2 separate regions of the Triticum aestivum genome follow, and region 2 is linked to region 1. The links are chromatin contacts, called in public Hi-C maps. All regions are on one chromosome and are shown on one strand. Each heading gives the region's core, a stretch centred on a gene start, on an enhancer-like site or on the middle of the called end of the contact. The rest is flanking DNA. Distances are from core to core; before and after follow the strand shown.

Region 1 (4,910 bases), core at 743-3,242:
ACATATTTCTGGTAAGGGCATAAGGCTTCTTTCATGCCGCCTTATTGGTTTGGCTTCAGGGCGGCATTCGGCCCCAGTCCAAGCCATGGCTGGTTCTCAAACTCCTTCTTGACTGGTGTTGCATCAGAAGGAGAAGCTTGATATGGTGCCTTTGCATGCAGACTATACGAAAACAAAAGCACAAGTTAGATCCATAAACTGTGGTGGTGAGAAAAGATGATCATGAGATCATGAGTTCATTGACAGCAAAAGCAACTTACCGATCCTTTCTCTTCTCAAGGAATCGGTGAAGTGACGCCTTTCTAGCAATTGGCAGATCTACAAGACAGAAAAGATTTTGTCAATAATCAACACAATAAGAACAAGCAACGTACATGTCAAACAACGCAATGGATATGTACAACAAATCACTGGGTAATTACCAGAAGCATTCGGACGAGCAGACTTGTGAGCATTAACCGGATCACTAGGCAAACTACTTGCCGGGGCCAGCACGGCCGTCTGGACCTTGGCGGTGTCTGCAGCAGTTGTGGTCGCAGAGACGTTCTGAACAACAGGGCTGCCCTTGCCAGCCAACTGCATCAGGCCCTTTGCCTTGTCGGCTGGGAAATCGTTGAACACGAGCACCTTCCCACCATAGAAGATGGTCAGCTGGCTCTTGTCTTCCTCCCTGAAATTTATGTGCACACAGCAATTAAGTACACTTGCAGACTACTCTTCAGTTTTGCACTAGCTGCCTAACCAATTTTCACAAGCAAGGGGAAATGTTCTCTGGGAAACCGTATTTTTTATTCATGTACAAACAAACTCACCTCGATCAGTCGCTTTGTATCAATAAGGATACGGTTTAAGGTCGAATAGCTACGCTTTGGAGCATGAGCAAACCTAGTACTATTATAACTCGGAGCATGGATGGTTGATTGCTCCATCCCAAGAAGAAATCATCTCAACCCAGGGAGCAGTTGGTTGCAAATATTAAAATCGGTTAATTACAATCACTCTCAGCTAGATTTCAGGCCTTGCATAATCCAGTACGGTTCAGATAAACCGAACAGATAGAAAGGTTTCTCCACTCGCCATCTGACTTTTATCTGTATGTATGGATTCTGACTTGCACTAGCGTAAGGCTAAAAATGGAGCAGAGAAAAGTGGCACGGTCAAATACCTGGTAGCATCAGGGGCGGCGGCGTCCTGCAGGCCGGCGCTCTGCGGGAAGAGCTCCATGGTCTCCTTCTTCCTGCCGGCCTCCTCGCCCTCCGCCCCGGGCAAAGTGCTCTTCGTGTCCGCCGCCATGTGAGCCTCGGCCTCACCTGAAACCCAATCAAAGCCTCAGATCAGAGAGCTGGATTTCTCAATTCACTCCACCAGCCACCAAATTCCAGACCAGATCGACGCGACGAGGACCTTCGTCCCCAAAATCGGGAAAACAGACTCAGATCTCGCGCGGAATCCCCCCAGAGGACAGAAACTTTTTCCCACGAATCGGAACGCAACCTCCCCCAACCAAATAAATAAATAAACAAACAGCGAACAGCTCTGGTGAAGCGCCCAAATCCCGAAACACGGCCCCTCACCCTTGTTGATTCCGAGGCCGAGCTCGGCGGCGGCGGCGCCGTTCTGGCGGACGTAGCGGCTGAGCAGGCTGCAGGCCATGGCGAAGCTGGTCGCCCTCTCCCCCTGCCTCGCGGAAGCCGCCATCTCCGGTCTCTCTCTCCCTAAGCTCCACCTCCGAACCGCCTCCCCTTCCCCCAAACAAACCTCAATAGCGCAGACGGAATCGCAAACGGAATCGGCCGAGCTCGCCCGTGGTGCTAGCCTCGCGGCGGTGGTGGGTGGTTGGCTCGCCTTCCTCGTGCTGTCTGTCTGTCGTGCGGTGCGGGATGGTATGGTGGTGTGCCGTGTGCGTACGCGCTTATAAGGGAAGGACGCGGTTTCTGGCTAAGCAAAATTGAAATCCAGCCCCCGCGGTGGAAAACGGATTAATCTAGTGCGAGCGTGGGTGCCATCTCGATGGTTGGATTAGTTTAGCGCATTTATTAAGCGGGGCGGAGGGACCGCGATGATTGCGGGAAATTTCGCACGTGGTTCGTGTGGAGGAGGGGGAGGTGGGGCTTTCACGGCCGGCACCTTTCGAAATTCTCTTTCCTTCTTTCTCTCTCTCTTGCTTGGTTGGGTTGATTTTTTCACCCGCGGGTGGGGGCCCCGCCGTCCCCATGTGCGCGTGCTTAACCACCGTGCGGAATGCGATCGTGGCTGTACTGTGGCGCGGCACGAGCGCCTGGCGCTTGCCTGTTTGGTCAGATCCGGGTTTTGACCTCACACTGCCCCATCACTGTTCCCTCGTGACTCCTACGAGTAGCATTTCTCTCAATCTTGCTCTCCCTCAAATATCTCTTAGCGCTGTGAAAGTAAGTTATAAGACTAGTACTGTACCATGCATAACTTCGTAAAACTTCATAACATATCTGTCTGTGGTATCATGCAAGTCTTAGTTCATGTACATGTAGGCTCATTTTGATTCGAGGTGCGTTATGTTATGATAATGTATTATGTTACCTCTTATCATTAACTACTTGTCGTATAAACAAACATATGCTGGGTGTGTTACGTTACTAGCTAAGTTATTTCTACTATAACGAGCAGTAGAAATTTTGCTCTTCCAATTTCCTTTAATAAAAATACCAACTTTATTCATTTGAAACAATAAGCACATCGCTTGCGAGAAAAGCTACAATTTCATTTACGGCCACCTCAACCATTTAATAGGAGGGTGGAGTTAAGCCAACCTAGCAAGCCCATGGGCAACATTGTTTGCTACTCTATTAGAATGCTCGAACAATATTTTACAATAGACATAAGTGTTGGAAATATGCCCTAGAGGCAATAATAAATTGGTTATTATTATATTTCCTTGTTCATGATAATCGTTTATTATTCATGCTATAATTGTATTGATAGAAAACTCAGATACATGTGTGGATACATAGACAACACCACGTTCCTAGTAAGCCTCTAGTTGACTGGCTCGTTGATCAATAGATGGTTATGGTTTCCTGACCATGGACATTGGATGTCGTTGATAACGGGATCACATCATTAGGAGAATGATGTGATGGACAAGACCCAATCCTAAGCCTAGCACAAAGATCGTGTAGTTCGTATGCTAAAGCTTTTCTAATGTCAAGTATCATTTCCTTAGACCATGAGATTGTGCAACTCCCGGATACCGTAGGAGTGCTTTGGGTGTGCCAAACGTCACAACGTAACTGGGTGGCTATAAAGGTACACTACAGGTATCTCCGAAAGTGTCTGTTGGGTTGGCACGAATCGAGACTGGGATTTGTCACTCCGTGTAAACGGAGAGGTATCTCTGGGCCCACTCGGTAGGACATCATCATAATGTGCACAATGTGATCAAGGAGTTGATCACGGGATGATGTGTTATGGAACGAGTAAAGAGACTTGCCGGTAACGAGATTGAATAAGGTATCGGGATACCGACGATCGAATCTCGGGCAAGTATCATACCGATGGACAAAGGGAATTGTATACGGGATTGATTGAATCCTTGACATCGTGGTTCATCCGATGAGATCATCGTGGAACATGTGGGAGCCAACATGGGTATCCAGATCCCGCTGTTGGTTATTGGCCGGAGAGGTGTCTCGGTCATGTCTGCATGGTTCCCGAACCCGTAGGGTCTACACACTTAAGGTTCGATGACGCTAGGGTTATAGGGAAAGTATGCACGCGGTTACCGAATGTTGTTCGGAGTCCCGGATGAGATCCCGGACGTCACGAGGAGTTCCGGAATGGTCCGGAGGTAAAGATTGATATATAGCAAGTATGGTTTTGGCCACCGGAAGTGTTTCGGGCATCACCGGTAGTGTACCGGGACCACCGAAGGGGTCCGGGGGTCCACCAGGTGGGGCCACCAGCCCTGGAGGCCTACATGGGCCAATAGTGGGAAGGGACCAGCCCCTAGGTGGGCTGGGGCGCCTCCCACCAAGGCCCAAGCCACCTCCAAGAGGGGAAGGGGGCAAACCCTAGGGCAGATGGGCCCTAAGGCCCACCCCAGGTGCGCCTCCCCCTCCCCTTGTGGCCGCCACCCAGATGGGATCTGGGGGCTACCGCCACCCCTAGGGAGGGAACCCTAGGTGGGGGCGCAGCCCCTCCCCTCCCCCTATATATACTTGAGGTTTGGGGGTGCCCAAGACACGCGATTCGATCTCCCTGTTGGCGCAGCCCTACCCCTCTCCCTCCTCGTCTCTCGTAGTGCTTGGCGAAGCCCTGCTGGAGTCCCGCGCTCCTCCACCACCACCACGCCGTCGTGCTGCTGCTGGATGGAGTCTTCCCCAACCTCTCCTTCTCCCCTTGCTGGATCAAGGCGTAGGAGACGTCACCGGGTTGTACGTGTGTTGAACGCGAAGGTGCCGTCCGTTCGGCACTAGGATCATCGGTGATTTGGATCACGACGAGTACGACTCCATCAACCCCGTTCACTTGAACGCTTCCGCTTAGCGATCTACAAGGGTATGTAGATGCACTCTCCTTCCCTCGTTGCTAGATTACTCCATAGATTGATCTTGGTGATGCGTAGAAAATTTTAAATTTCTGCTACGTTCCCCAACAGTGGCATCATGAGCTATGTCTATGCGTAGTTTCTATGCACGAGTAGAACACAAGTTGTTGTGTGCGTCGAGTTTGTCAATTTGCTTGCCGTTACTAGTCTTATCTTGATTCGGCGGCATCGTGGGATGAAGCAGTCCGGACCGACCTTACACGTACTCTTACGTGAGACTGGTTCCACCGACTGACATGCACTAGTTGCATAAGGTGGCTAGCGGGTGTTTGTCTCTCCCACTTTAGTCGGATCGGATTTGATGAAAAGGGTCCTTATGAAGGGTAAA
Region 2 (5,126 bases), core at 485-2,984, 150 kb after region 1:
CCCCCATGGCGTTGCCGCCGTCCCCAACCGCGACGACCGAAGGCGGAGGCGTCACCTATGGCGCTGCCACCGTGTGGATGCCACGAAGGTGTCCGGCGCCGACACAACCCACATCGGCGAAGCTTGAGGGCGGCGACAGCGGGCGGGGCTCCCAACGGCGCTGATGAAAGCATCCACAGCGTTGAAGCTCCCCTCGGCGTGGAGTGGTTCCACAAGTCACGCTGCCCATGGGCTAGGCGAGGATGCCCACGACGTTCGGCCCAGCCAACAGGACTCCGTGCGCAACGACGGGCGCACCGGGGACGCCGGCCGCGGAATGGGCTGTTGCTCCTTCAAAGCTTGATTCTGCAATGCTTCATTCTACCTGATTTATCCAATTTCGTGTGCGAGCTTGTCATGTCAAGCCAAAATTTCTGAATGCAATTTTGATGTTGTGAGGTGTTATGACTGAACTTAGATAGTTAGATGGGTGGTCCTCCATTGCTGTAATATGGGAATTTGTACAAGACAAAAATTTCTGAATATAAGCTTCTAACTGCAATGTATTGTTGAGCTCCATTGGAGTGTGCTGGATGAAAGTTTACACAGAATTCAGTGCAAGGGTGGTCTGTTCATGCACTTCTGTGGTGATCCTCGGGGCAGGAAGAAGTTTTGATCTGAAGAAACATTCTTAGTGGTTTTATCTAAATTGTACTATGCATCTTTTTTTCGACATAGTGTGGATGTATCGCTGAAGCTTTTGTTGGAAGAAGCTTATGCAGCATGTATGTATGTTAAAAGTGATGGTTACAGTGCGGGTTTGCTGAACTATTTTACAACTTTGCTTTGACAAAAATGACATGATGTATGGAGTAAAACCGAAAAACAGAGACATGATACATGTATTCCCAGGCTACATCTTCAAGTTGGCAAAATATGCAATCCTGAAGCTCTCAACAGTTGTACAATATCCAATGATACTGAATTTGGTCATCCAAGCAAAATATGGCCAAGCAGAAATTTGAAATCTTGCAAGGCATGGACTTCTTGTCGTACACCAAATCATACAATCTGGAGTTCTTCTCCTATGTTAAAAGTGACAGCTACAGTGCATGAACAGCTACAAATTCTGACAAACAACTACAGTTTCTTAACAGAAAATATTGTGGAGCTTCAAATAATCACAGAATCTCTCAACATATAACGCTCAAGCGCTCTTTGTTTTGGAGGATACAAAAATGCTCAACCTCTCAAAAGCTCAAAAGACAATGCTAGGGTGTCCAGTACAGGGCCGGTGCAGGGCTAGGACGAGGCGGGGCATGAGAGAGGATGGAACAGCGAGGGCGTCGACGACGGCCGGTGCAGGTGTAGGAGGAGGCAGGGCCATGGGATAGAAAGGAGCAGCGCGGGCGTTCTCCATCACGTCCGGCGGCGGGCGAGGGCTTACAGCCGGCGGCGCAGTCATCGTCGCAGCAGAGATCGAAGACGAATCGTTCATGGGTTGCGGCGTCAAAAGATTTATGCTCAGTCAGCAAGACAAGGGGTTATGTGAAAAATACACTTAAGTGGCTGGTTAGCAAACCCACCTTTCATCTGTACCATCCGTCAACGATCCAACGCCCCAGGTCACAAGTTTCCAGATTTTCACTGATTAGTGATTTTCACTGGATACTCCGCCAGCCTAAATATCGTTTTTATTTCACCATTTTTTTATTAAAAAAAGGAAAAAAATCCAACAAATTCATTCCACCAAAATTAAGTGCGGCTACTCGCTCGACGGGTTTGCAGGCAGCAAAGGCGTCCCCGTATGGCGGCAGCGCGCCAGCTCCACGGCCTCCTCCGCCTGCCGCCTCCCCGCCCCCTCCGCCCCGTCTTCGTGCCACCAACTCCCTGCCGCGCACGCCCTCCCCTCGCCTCCCTGCGTATTCCACACCCACCATCTCCTCTCCCCAAGAAACGCCTCTCCAGCGCTCCCGAAGCCAAAGGCGAGACGGCGGCGGCGTTATTGGGGGAGGGGGAGGAGGGGAATGGAGCGACGGAGGATGAGGCGCGGGAGGCGCAAGAAGGGGCGGGGGGATACGCGGAGAGCGTTGGCGCCGGGGACCCCGCGGGCCCTCCGGCCCATCACCTTGCGGCCCGCGCTGGTCTTGGGGACCCGGTGTTCTTCCTCCTGACCTTCGTCGCCGTCACGGTTAGGCACTGAGCCTCTGCCATCTAATTTCAGTTTCCATTTGAGTTTTTGAAAGATTAATTCTTCCATATTGCTGCAATCTTGAGGTCATGGAGTGTCTCTTCTTATTTCCCAAATCTTGTGTTGCCTTGTCAGACATCCGTTGCCTTCATCAGCATGGTAGCGGTGGCGATTCCTACGATGCTCGTAAGTCTGGCTTCTCAATGTAATTTCGATTTGATGTTACTAGAAAACGGGAAATGAATGAGCACGAGATTTTAAATTTGTTCTTTGGTGTCGGGGAGTGGAAATTGAGAAGGGATTAGGCATACGAATTTATACTCATGCCTAAAAACATACATTATGTTAACCCTTCACCATAACTTACATTATCTTCCCTTATCTATTCCCTCGTTGATTCCCACGAACCAAGCAAAGAAATAAAGTTTCCTAACATTCTTATACATAATTCTTATCATGCGCCAAACAGAGGATTTGGAATAAAACGACTCATCCCATTTCTAATGTCAATACAACTCTCTGCTCTAAATTCATACTCCCCTTCCCAAATACTCCCTCCCTTCCGGTATGGAGGGCCTATCTCAAAATTTTCAGATTTCCGTTATATTAGTCCCACTTTGAGTCTTAGTGAGTTAAAAATGCTTCAAATCCGACACAACATTTAATCCATGGAGATAAGAGAGGGGGAATTACACTCTTAGGCTGTCCTCAATGGGAGTATCATAAGCGTATCATGCATGTGAACTTAGACGTTTTCGCTGATGTGGCACACAATTAAATGAGAAAAGAGAAGATTTGGCATACCATATCATATTAAATGATGTACATTGTGTCATGCATGATAGTAAATGAGGCAATCTAAGATACTAGCTTATGATACTATGCACTGTAGAAGTAGTATCATACACTATCATCATATGCCCATCTCCAACTAGAGGGAGTGTTGCACTATTGCTTCAGGAGTTGAACATGTGAGGCGTATTTTATTGGGAAAATTTGAACCCATGAAACTCATGCCCCTCCGCTCACCATATTTCTTGGTTGCTTAGAATTTTGACATGAGCCATTTAAACAGGAAGAGAGAGAGTCTGCCAAACGCATACCACTCTCTCACGCTGATTGCCCCCTTGACCCTTCCCCCCCCGGCGACTCGGGGGTCGAAACCTTAGCCCACCACAGGTGCCCCCACGTGACTCCCTCGTGGCTGCCGACTTCGGCCGCGGTGGCGATGTGCCCCCTCCCAAAGAGACGGGGTCCTCGACCGTTTCTTGCACAAGTGGCACATGTTGGATTCTGGACGATGGCCCTGGTGAGCTCTTGGTAGCGCCGACCGGCCATGGCCATGGGGTGATGGGGATGGTGCGCCAGTCTGGTCTGGCGATGGGGTGGGCTATAGCTCGGCGTGTTTGCCCCTTGGTGAGCGGCTTCTAGGTACTTCGATGGCGATGTGCCCTCGGCCAGACGATGCGGCCTCGTGGTTTGGGTGTGGGAGGGGAGTCAACGACGCTGCAGCCCGGTGTGGCTTTGGTGGCCCTGGTGCCAGTGTTGTGACGCCCAGCGGTAGGCGTCTCGCTCCACAAAATCATACGGCTTGGTGCTAAAGCGGTGCTCTTATCGGCGTGGTGCTGGGAAGAGTTGCCAGGGCCGACTTGGATGCATACTTGCATGGTGTAGGGGTTCGAGTCCAAGGTCGGGCCGTTGAGGTTGCCCATGATCTTGTTGGCTTGGTGGTCGTGGTAAACTCGATCATACCCCGGGTCGGGCTTGGTTTTAGGCCGGGCTTGACAAAGCCTGAAGTGACAATCCCAAGCCCGAAGCCCGAAAATATGTGCTTTCTCAAGCCCGAGCCCGGCCCAAATGCAAACCTGAAGCACGAAAGAGCCCGAATCTAGTTCTTCAGTCTACACATGTGTAGGCCCGACCCGAAGCCCGAAAGTCTGGCCTGAAAAGGTGAGAAATGGTAGCTTAACCCGAATATTCTTTCGGTCTGTAAAATGAAGCCCGAGCCCGGCCCAAGAGGCAAGCGTAGCCCGGACCGGCCTGGGTTTTCCGGGCCAGATCATTGGACCGAGCTTCCCATGAACAGGTTTAGGTTGTGGTGGCGGCGATGCGACGAGTTGTGTCTCCTCCTGCTATGGTGGCTGGCCTTGTCGGCATACTCCGTTTTGCTCTAGCTTCGGTGGACTTTGGGAGTTGTGGTCATGGCTTGGGAAAAATTCTTACTACACGTGGCTGAGTCTGACGCCTGCGGGTGCCTTCCCCTCCTTGGAGGCTTTGTCATGGCTCTGATGTAACGCCCTCGATGCGGCTATATCTCCCACGTGTCGAAGCACGACTTAGAGGCATAACCGCATTGAAAGCAATGTCGTAAGTGAGGTAATCTTCACACAACCCATGTAATACATAAGGGAAAGAGATACATAGTTGGCTTACAATCGCCACTTCACACAATACATGAATGTAACATTACAATAGCCAGATACAATCAAGGTCCGACTACGGAACCAAAATAAAGGAAGACTACCCCAAATGCTACACAGATCCCCGATCGTCCCAACTGGGCTCCACTACTGATCAACTGAAACGAAACAACACTACGAACAAGGTCTTCATCAATCTCCTCCTTGAGCTCGGTTGCGTCACCTGCACGGTTTCATCGGCACCTGCAAACTGGTTTTGGAAGTATCTGTGAGTCACGGAGACTCAGCAATCTCACACCCTCGCGAGCAAGACTATTTAAGCTTAAAGGTAGGGTAACAGGTATGAGGTGGAGCTGCAGCAAGCACTAGCATATATGGTGGTTAACATACGCAAATGAGAGCGAGAAGAGAAGGCAAAGCACGGTCGAAAATCTATGATCAAGAAGTGATCCTAGAACAACCTACGTCAAACATAACTCCAACACCGTGTTCACTTCCCGGACCCCGCCGAGAAGAGACCATCACGGCTACACACG

The links. A called contact is a pair of places that touch in the nucleus more often than the background predicts.
Region 2: a contact with region 1 is called in a Hi-C map of leaf, with 4 times the contacts expected there. The contact joins the promoter of LOC123187958 here to the promoter of LOC123187957 in region 1. A contact is called at or near these places in 2 of 5 Hi-C or Micro-C datasets (both in leaf).

What each region holds. Positions count from the first base shown.
Region 1 is chr2A:128,812,103-128,817,012 of IWGSC CS RefSeq v2.1, forward strand. LOC123187957 (protein TIFY 10b) reads right to left here and starts at 1,993. Exons shown (of 5, transcript XM_044599969.1): 1 at 1,575-1,993; 2 at 1,166-1,310; 3 at 423-670; 4 at 261-318; 5 at 1-162. The coding sequence starts at 1,698. The coding sequence ends at 42.
Region 2 is chr2A:128,964,418-128,969,543 of IWGSC CS RefSeq v2.1, forward strand. LOC123187958 reads left to right here and starts at 1,735. Exons shown (of 5, transcript XM_044599970.1): 1 at 1,735-2,170; 2 at 2,306-2,356. The coding sequence starts at 1,787.